Linked DNA regions of Mus musculus: region 1 is linked to region 2. Evidence: chromatin contacts called from public Hi-C data. All regions are on one chromosome and are shown on one strand. The core of a region is the stretch at or near the end of the contact, and the rest is flanking DNA. Distances in the headings are between cores, read along the strand shown. Region 1 overlaps Ctsb (cathepsin B). Region 2 overlaps Gm35908 (a long non-coding RNA gene).

Region 1 (4,637 bases), core at 228-2,727, 69 kb after region 2:
AATAGTCGTTTGTAGCCCGACTAGGTCATTTCAGATAGATTTGGGCGATGGCCTTCAAACAGGGCCTATGACAGACAGCATTCATGCTGCCCAGGAACTCATTAGGTAACATGCCAGATCAACTTGGTCAGAAGTCTTGTTCCAGATCCATTAGAATACAGAACTAGCCTTAGCGCTCTCACTTCCACTACCACAGAGCCTGGGAAACTCAACAGCAGGGGGAACGCCTTCAAAGGGCTGTCCCAGACAGGATTTGCAAATAACCAGAGGAAGGTAGCAAGCACATCTTTCTAATAATTATGTCTGGATATGGGTGGGCCTCTGAGAAAGCACACAGATGGTGTAAATTATATTGAGAGTCAAAAGCAGGCTAGGGATGTCTCCATGGTAGAGTGTTTGTCCAGCATATTGTCCAAGCAAGACCCTTGGTTCAGTGCCCAGCAACACAATAACAGGAGAAAGAGGTGTGTCATATGTAGACAGTATGTATAATGTCCGACTAAATGTATTTCTAGATAATGGCTTTATAGAAATGCACCATGCTAAATATCTGAATATAAAGAAAACTATCTGAAATTCAAGTGGAACTTGGGGTCTTATTTGCTAAGGGAAATAAGTTTCAGGGGGTTAGAGTCTGTCCCCCCTACCCCTTTATATTTATTCATGCAGTTTATGAGTACTCTGTCTTCATGCACATCAGAAGGAATCAGATCTCATTATAGATGGTAGTGAGCCACTATGGGGTTGCTGGGAATTGAACTTAGGACCTCTGGAAGAACACTCAGGTGCTGAGCCATCTCTCCAGCCTCCAGGTTTTGATGTTAGAGACAGTGTCTTATGTAGTCCAGGCCCACCTCCACAACTGAGGAGGATCTTAAAATCCAACTCCTCCCTTCCTCCCTCCCTCCCTCCACCTCCCACATGCTGGGATTACTGGTAAGAGTTGTAGCTTCCAGAAAGGATGAACATTAAAACCTTCGGTTTCAGCGGGGTGGTATTTGTTCAAGGCTTAGAGCAAGTGACCAATGAAGTCTCCATGCCCCAGTAATCCAGCAAGGAATCTGTGCTTACAAAGTTGAATGGACCACTGAACTGGCCGAGGCACCTCAGTGATGAAGTCAACATACGCAGCAGGCTTAAGAGGGGAGCAGACTATGCTCTACATGTCTCTGTGGTCTGAGCGTACCCCAAAGGGTCATATACAGGTTCACAAAATGACAGGTAGCTGAGGCACTGTTCTCAAAAGGGCTCAATGCTAGTCTTCCAGAGTTAGGGCTCCAGAGACCAAGCTCTGTGGACAACAGTGGGGTGGCTCGTGCCTATAACTCGTACATTCAGAAGGCTGAGGCAGTGGGATCACCATTAAATTCAAGGCTACATAGACTTGCAGGCCAACCTGAGCTACAGTTACAGTGTACAAGTGTCAGCATGCCAGGGCGTCGACTCCTGCTTCCTGTCACGTGCTCTCTCCTGCATGTCCTCTCTCTACTGTAGTGTCATTTCTCACAAGGCCGTCCAAGGGCTAAAGATGGGGCCCCCCTCATCTTGTACTTTCATCCTCCTAAGCTGTTACATAAACAATCCTCTTTCCTTGGTAAAGCAGTTGGCCTCAGGTATCTTGTCCTACAGTCAGAGTGGTTGCCTAGAGCCTCTCCACCGCTCAAACACTGGTTTTCAGATACACAGGGTGTCAGAGGCCACCATGACAATGTAGCCAACTAACCACGCTGCAATTAAAAACCTACCAATATAGAACTGGTTTTCCTGTCATCATTTGTCTTTTGAGACTTCAAGAAAAACCAAAGCAAATGACTGTAGAGGAGACTGGAGGGAGGGGCAAACAGCAGTGGCAGGCTAAAGCAGAGAGGTGACCGCACTGCCTGCTTTCCTTACCCTCATCAGCAACACTCTTGCTGTGGTGATGGAGGACCCAGTCCTGAGATCACTAGGCCATCTTTCTGGGCTTTCAGGTGAGCTGCACCGGACAAACTCAGTCCTTACAAGGGATGTGAGCATGTTACTGTGTGCATTCATTCTATGCTATTACAAAAAAATCTCAACATCAAAAGCCTTTCCTGGAGGACGCGCTGACAAGTGGCCAACGGCACCGATGGGGGCTTAAGCTCCCCCTGGGTGAGAAGGCCAAGCCTGCAGTCTCGGGAGCTCACAGCATCGCGCAGAACAACACGGATTAACACTTCCACTGTCAAACTCATGAGAAAGACAAGGACCAGTTGCTTTCATTTTCTATTGTCATAGGTATTCAAAGGCTGTTTCAAATTAAATAAATCCAATCAGCATTCTAGCCAGGTTCACTAGGCTCTTGTGACCATCACACGTGGCCTCACAAGTGCAGCAGTCGGCACGCTGCCAGTGGCTACAAGAGGCAGAGGAACCAAGTCCCAGCCAGCACCAGGCTGCTGAGGGCAAGGCATCCTTTCCTCTGCCCAGTTCCTAAAGGTCCCACACTCAGTTCTCCCAAAGATTTTAGAGTAGGAGGAAAAACAAGGGAAGTCAAAATCCAGCTGGAGGAAAAGGAAAAACCCACTCCACGGGAACTTCCACTTCCGGCTAAACAAAATCAGTGTTCTCTCTGGACATAGTCTTCTGTGACCTGGGACAGGGTGCTCAGGTACTGCCAGCTCAGGGCAGCCAAGAGCATGATAAATGACAGGTAAATGGGGGAGTAGTGGCTTCGGGAGATGAGCTGGCAGTTGGGAAGGTTCTGTGTCCTGATCTTGGAGATGACCTGCTTGGTTTTGCTTGATGATGGGTCTGAGTTGGGGATCCGGTGATAAATCTGTTAAGGAAAGAAGAAAGGCTACTTAGCGCTGCCTCCAGTACTTTATAGACATTTCTCATGGTTTCCTCTAACAATTCTCAACAGGTAGGTGGCTTTAGGTCATGTCACCAAGGACAAAACAGGTTCTAAGAACGGGAGTCACTTGCTACTCTAGGATAAGGCTGAAGCACCACCTAGGCCCAGCGAGCAAGGAAGAACAGTGCACTGCACAAGCCTCACCAAGGAGCCACTAAGTGCCTGGAGAGCAGCCGCCCCCGCACGGCTTCAGATGCCAGGTACTTCACAGTGGCGGGCATGAAGTGGTGCCCTGTGTGTGTTGGCATGATTTAGTCAGGTTGACCAAAAAGCATGTGTTAGATGGGGAAAGACTCCAGCCTCCAATGGAGAAAGAGCTCAGCAGTTAAGAATCTGTTCACATCACCCATATGGAGGCTCACATCTGAAACTCCAGTCCCAGAGGATCCACCACCCACTTCCTGTCTCTACAGGCACTGCTCACACATAGTACACAGATATACATGTAAGCAAAACACCCATGTGCATAAAGGAAAAAATAAGTCCATCTTTGTAAATAGGACTGGGGCTCGATTCCAGATTTGATTCCCAGCACCTAGATGGTGGCTCAAAACCATCTGTAACACCAGTTCTATGAGGCATACATGGTACACATACATACATACATACATACATACATACATACATACATAGAGGCAAAACATACACATAAAGCAAAATAAATCTAAAAAAAAGTTAACAATAAAAAGAAATAAGTAAGCAAGAGCGAGACCAGAGATAGCTCAGTGGGTAAAATCTGACGGAAAGATAATCAACTCTGCAAACTCCTCCAGCCTGTACTTGTGTAATGGTGTGCAAGTGCTCACACGCATAATTATCTAATACACAAAGCAGCAAGGATGATGATATCAAATTTTCACTATACAATGGATGTTTTGTCCACACACATCATACTAAATTTTCTTCTTTAATTTTGTTAAAGCCAGGGCTTTGCTTATATACTGCCCAGGCTGGCCTTGATGCCTGGCTGATCTTTCTACCTCAACCTCCCACATGTTGAGATTACATGTACAAAATAGGTGGGGTGTGTGTGTGTGTGTGTGTAAAGATGTTATTTTTAATGTCTGTAAGTGTTTTGCCTGTATGTATGTATGTATGTATGTATGTGCATCATGTGTGTGTGTGTGGTGCCTGCGGTAGTCTGAAGGGGGCATTTTGAATCCCTTGGAACAGTTGTGAGCTAGGTGCTAGGAACTGAACCCACAAAAGTGAGTGTACTTATTAACTGCTGAGCCATCCCTCTAGGCCCTATTATTTTTTAAAGTTAAGTGTAGGGGGGTGGAGAGATGGCTCAGTGGTTAAGAGTATTTGTGGCTTGTGAAGAGAACCTGGGCTCAGTTTCTGGCACCAACACCTGCGATTCCAGCTCTAGGGACTCTAGGGACTCAGACACTCACTTCCAGCCTCTACAGGAACCCACACTCACATGTGACACTCATACAGCTATACACACATATGCAAAAACAAATAAAATAATTTAAAGCTCTGCTTATATCAGCACTATAAACAGGAGTGAAAACCCCTCACACTCCACCTCTTACCCACAGGCTGGGGCCAGTCCTTCCAGCTCTCTCCCTGCCCATAAAGGCCAGGACATGCCTTGAAGGGGATGGGGCCTGGTCTCTTCCTTCCCTCTGCATACTGGGGGTGGGGGGTGGGAGGCTATTACTTCACTGTGCACTTGCATAATGTGCTGCCTGCCACAGGCTCCAAATAGTGGGGTGATTAGTCACAGGCTGGAACTCCCAACACTCAGCCA
Region 2 (4,781 bases), core at 1,934-4,433:
GTTTTCTGAGGTTTAGGCAATTGTCAGAACAATTTCCCTTTAACAGGAATCTAAAACTCAATTAGACAGGATCTATTACCTCAGAGTTCCAATCAGTAGGAATTCATATGCATGAGTCAATAAGCAAATACCAGACCACAAGGAGCATGGTAAAAGCATGTTGTGGTTTGGTCTGTCGCTATGTATTGTAATGCTAAATTCTGTACCTGAAGGTCTAGGCCGATGAGTGAATTGTCATGTTTACAAGATTTTGTTATGCAAACCTTGTTCCTTGATTTAAAACTATTAGTTCCTTGATTTAAAACTCTAATCCTGCAAATAATTGGCTATAGCCAATTATTTGCAGGATTAGAGGTAGGTAGGTTTTAAGTTACCTGATTGGGAGTGAAGAAGAGAGAGACCAGGAGGAGAAGGAGGAGAGAGAAGACGCCTCCATGAGGGGAGATGGACTGTGAGCACGTGGCCAGGAGAAACAGCAAGTGTCTGGGGTACACTGCTGGGGAGGCAGCCAGGCCAGCAGTTAGAAGAGTAGATTAGGGGTGATCCCAGTAATTGCCAAAGCCAAACAAAACAACCACAGTCTGAGTCTCATTCATTTGTAAGCTAGATGGGGATAAGCTTAAATTGCTTCTACTACAACGAAATGTTGTCCAACTGCCCACTGAATAGTTACCTTTATCCTCTGAGGTTAGTGCTGCCCTCACCCTGGGCCAGATGGCCCATTTTCTGCAGTGGGCATCAATGCAGGGACTCACAACTGATCGACATACAGAGAAGTGACCTGAGTACTCAGCCTCTGTGTCAGTCCACCCCAGCTCCCTCCGGGAACACTGTGAGAGAGGAGGCAGAGGGAATGTCGGAGCTGAAGGGCTGGAATGAAGTCTGTGGAATTCTGTCTTCCGGGTGTGAACATCACACTCTCAAAGTTACTGTAGCTATGGTCACCTGTACCAGGTCAGGGCAACACTCCAGCAGGCAGTGCTTGCTGGATTGACGGGGGGGGGGGGGGGGGGGGATTGGAGGGGATATGTGGGATATGAACATGGAGTCAGAGGTGAGAATGATCTAAATAAATTGCATGCATGTATGAAATTGTCAAAGAATTTTTTTTAAAGTGTTTTCTCAGCAAAAAAGCATGGGCAGTCCCTTCAGCCTGTGAGAGCCAGAGTCCTGCAGGGAAGAGTAATGTGGGCTAGACTTGAAGAACACATAAGGACTCGTGCTTCTAGAAGCTCAGTGATTAGAGGTAGAAAACAACTGTCTTCAAAGATAATCAACATATAGGATCCTTGACATCTAGAGCAACTAACTCTTATCTCCCTTTTTCATGTGTGTGTGTGTGTGTGTGTCTGTGTGTGTGTGTATGTGTATGTCTGTGGTTATGTCTGTGTAGGTCTCTCTTTCTCTCTCTTCTCTCTCTCTCTCTCTCTCTCTCTCTCTCTCTCTCTCTCTGTGTGTGTGTGTGTGTGTGTGTGTGTGTGTGTATGTGTGTGTGTGTGTATGTGGTTATGTTTGTGTAGGTGTGTGTGTATTTCATAGGAAGGAGTCTTTATTCTAGACGTATGTATCCATTGAAAATTGAGTAGTCTCCTGGACAGGCACTTTTGGGTGGGTTGTCAGGAACGAGGAGCGATTGCTTCTAAGCCCGGAGTTCTTCCCTTGTGGAGTTAGCAACCGATTCTTACTTTTCCTGCAAGCTCTTTTGTATGGAAGTAGATCCACATCACCTTTACAGTTAGGAGTTGTGGAGGTGATGAGCAGATCTCATCCCCACTGTTTGGTCGGAACCCTTGCTTATCTCCTGTACAAACTAAGACACCCTGTTTGCTCTTCTTCACCCAAGGAAAGCCTGCAAGGGAAACAACTCAGGCTTAGAAGCCATCTCTCCTCCTTTCTGACCACCCACCTAAAAGTGGCCGCCCAGGGGCTGTTTTTGTCCATGGTGTGCCTCGCTGGTGGAGATGAAGGCAGAGGTGTCAGGAAAGTGCCTCGCTGGCACGCCATCACTCCTCGAGTAAACTCTATGAAATCCTCTTGCTTTAGGCCAGGTGTGTGGCTTCACTGACCTCCGCCTGTGGGATCAGTGAGCCCACAGGAGAGCTGACTCCTAATAAACCTGCCTTTATCTATTTTTAATCTGTTCTAATCTGTCGCAGAGGGAGAGAAAGGGTCTATCACTCATCCTTCAGAAGTGCATGTGGGTTTCAGGATGAGTAGCTGATGAAATGTTTCTGGGTCAAAGGCGTATGTGTTCTGCATTGTGAAGATGAGGAACATGGAAGTATTTGGGGGACAGGAGAGTCCTCCTCCGTAGATGCAGGATAGTTTGGGTTAAGATGGAAAGATGAAACTTGGCCTTGGAGTCAAAAGGCAGGAGAGGCTTTGGGTCCCTAATCTACAAGCTCAGCAGGGGCGGGGCTTCAAAGCAGGCCCTGAGTGAGGAGGCTTTGCTTTCAACATGGACTCCCACCCTATCTCTTTCCACAGATGGCAAGATGGTCAGGATAAGCACATGGAATCTAGCCCAAAGTCGTCTGGCCGTGGGTCAGTCTGGGCCTAGAGGACCCAGGAGTCCAGACACCTGGAGTTTGGAGAGGTATAGTTTCCGGAATTGGTGTGTGGGCAGGGGGTGTGGAGTGCAGACAGCAAGGAGGGGCTGATGAAGAAGAATGAGGTGGAGTCGCGGGAGGAGATGAAGGCAGAGGTGTCAGGAAAGTGCAGATGCAGCAGGCACAATCGCGGGTGGAGGAGCAGGTAGCACCGAGCTCAGGTGATGGGCAGGTGGGGGTGGGGTGAGATATGGAAACCAGGCACCTGTGCCGCGGGAATGTGCTGCAGGTCCATACAAACTTAGGGTCATTAGACTATGGTATGAGAGAGTTTCTTAAGTTCCCTATCTACAGACCCCATTCCTTCAGAGACAGGAAAGGAGAAACACCAAAGTCACAGCGGAAAAAGTCAGGGAGGTCTGTATTGGCGTGTTCTAGCAGGAACACTGGCATCCCTGTGAGGAGACTGCTCCTCCTGGATGGATCCTATTCGCTCCAGATAATTGACTGTTCTTCCACCAGGTAAGCCACTTGGTGGCGCTGTGAGCATGAAAAGCGGGCTCTGTAGCCAATAAGCCTTTTGCAAGACTGGAGGTGTGACTTGGAGACTGTCTAAGGGGCAATGTAAAAAGCTCAGCCTACATCCGGACCCCGGCTGGAAACAAATACGGACATAGAGAGGTCCTGCGAGACACCAGGAGGCAGACAAGGCAGGGATGACGACTGTCTGTCTTGTGACCAGGAAACGGGGTTATGAGACCTATTCAGCTTTCTTTGACTCCGCGCTGTTTGGTTAGGAAAGGGCATATGTGTGCAGAGAACAAACAATACAGGGGAAGGGAGTCTACAGAGAGCTGCTGAACTCTAGCTGCCCCCAACAGACCTCCGGTAAAGGAAAAGGAAGACGCGAAAAGTGACCCACAGCTGGGAAACCTACAGGTCAAAACTCGGAGTAGGGCCTGGGGCAGGATGGGGGTGGAGGTGGAGGTGGGAGTGGAACACACCTTAAAATCCCAGCACTAGGAAGGCAGAGGCAGTCTGATCTTCATGAGTTCAAGTCTATCCTAGGCCATAGGGCAAGTTCCAGAACAGCCAGAGCTACACAGAGAAACCCAGTCTTGAAACAAACAAACAAACAAATAACAACAACAACAACAATAAAATAGAGCCTGTTAGGAAGGGCTGAGGACAAGGCCTTGATTGAGCATAGCTGTTCTCCAACTTCTCAGAACCCCGTGCCTGATAACTGTGTCATAGTAGGGTGACAATGAATGACAATAATAGACCATAGGTTTCAAAAAGGTGAGAAACAAGGTTACACAGGGTCTCTCTGTGTAGCCTTGGAACTCACTATGTACACCCAGGCTGGCCTCAAACTCAGAGACTGCTTCCGCCTCCCGAGCTCTGAGATTAGAGGTGTGCACCACCACACCCTGCCTAAGGGCTGGAGTTAGGTCCCTTGCCCAGCACTGAAGAGTTGTCAAGCCCCAGTCAGATGGCTCTCAGCCATCTGCAACTCCAACGCCAGGGGTATCTGATGCCCCCTTCTGGCCTCCTTGGGAACTGCATTCACAGAGCAGCATAAAATATATTTAAAAATTGGTATCTCTGAGAGAGAGAGAGAGATGGAGTTTGGTCGAGTGGGTGGGTAGGTAGCTGGCCAGGGACACCCAGGGAATCTTATCTCCACCTTCCCGGACTGGGGTTACAATCACCACCATCACACTCAGCTTTTCCACTTGAGTCCTGGGGATCAAACTCAAATCTTCATGTCTATGCAACATCCTCACTTCACCTACTGAACTATCTCCGCAGCCCTAGTTAAAATTATTAACTGGTACATAAAGGCATACAATTGTGCATGTTAAGGAAATAATGTGTGATATTTTGATATGTATACACATTCCACAGTGTTTAAATCACATTAAACATGTTTTCTCAAAAATTATTTTTATTTTAAAATTTTTCTTTTCCTAAGACACCCCGCCCCAAACAAACCAAAATCATCTGTGTTTACACTAATCCTTTCCAATGTTCACACTATTGATGACGAAAATCCCCTAGTGCAACTTTTTTTTTTTTTTTGGTTTTTCGAGACAGGGTTTCTCTGTGTAGCCCTGGCTGTCCTGGCACTCACTTTGTAGACCAGGCTGGCCTCAAACTCAGAAATCCGCCTGCCTCTACCTCCCGAGTGCTAGGATTAAAGGCATGCGCCACCACGCCCTGCTCTAG

What was found. Hi-C and Micro-C count contacts between places; a contact is called where the count stands out from the background.
Region 1: a contact with region 2 is called in a Hi-C map of bone marrow-derived macrophages, with 55 read pairs. The contact joins two enhancer-like sites. A contact is called at or near these places in 5 of 15 datasets of contacts at CTCF or cohesin (CD8 T cells, the NIH/3T3 cell line, embryonic stem cells and 1 more), 55 of 484 Hi-C or Micro-C datasets (the 4T1 cell line, 8-cell embryo, the AML12 cell line and 31 more), 16 of 115 datasets of contacts at active chromatin or transcription factors (the HPC-7 cell line, the NIH/3T3 cell line, bone marrow-derived dendritic cells and 11 more) and 4 of 9 other capture datasets (adipose tissue, bone marrow-derived macrophages, embryonic stem cells and 1 more).

Annotation. Positions count from the first base shown.
Region 1 is chr14:63,144,169-63,148,805 of GRCm38.p6, forward strand. Ctsb (cathepsin B) reads left to right here. Exons shown (of 10, transcript NM_007798.3): 10 at 1-1,755. Fdft1 (farnesyl diphosphate farnesyl transferase 1) reads right to left here. Exons shown (of 8, transcript NM_001360211.1): 8 at 982-2,800. The coding sequence ends at 2,582. Among named protein-coding and RNA genes, the nearest start is that of Gm51283, 3.9 kb to the right of the region's middle. Within about 2 kb of position 1,478, at least 9 of the 459 cell types and tissues checked have an H3K27ac peak or open chromatin away from gene starts, as enhancers often do. A contact at or near this core is called in Kupffer cells and bone marrow-derived macrophages, where this site is marked.
Region 2 is chr14:63,073,273-63,078,053 of GRCm38.p6, forward strand. Gm35908 (a long non-coding RNA gene) reads left to right here. Exons shown (of 4, transcript XR_874690.2): 3 at 2,488-2,596; 4 at 3,072-4,103. Among named protein-coding and RNA genes, the nearest start is that of Gm35908, 4.8 kb to the left of the region's middle. Within about 2 kb of position 3,184, at least 53 of the 459 cell types and tissues checked have an H3K27ac peak or open chromatin away from gene starts, as enhancers often do. A contact at or near this core is called in Kupffer cells and bone marrow-derived macrophages, where this site is marked.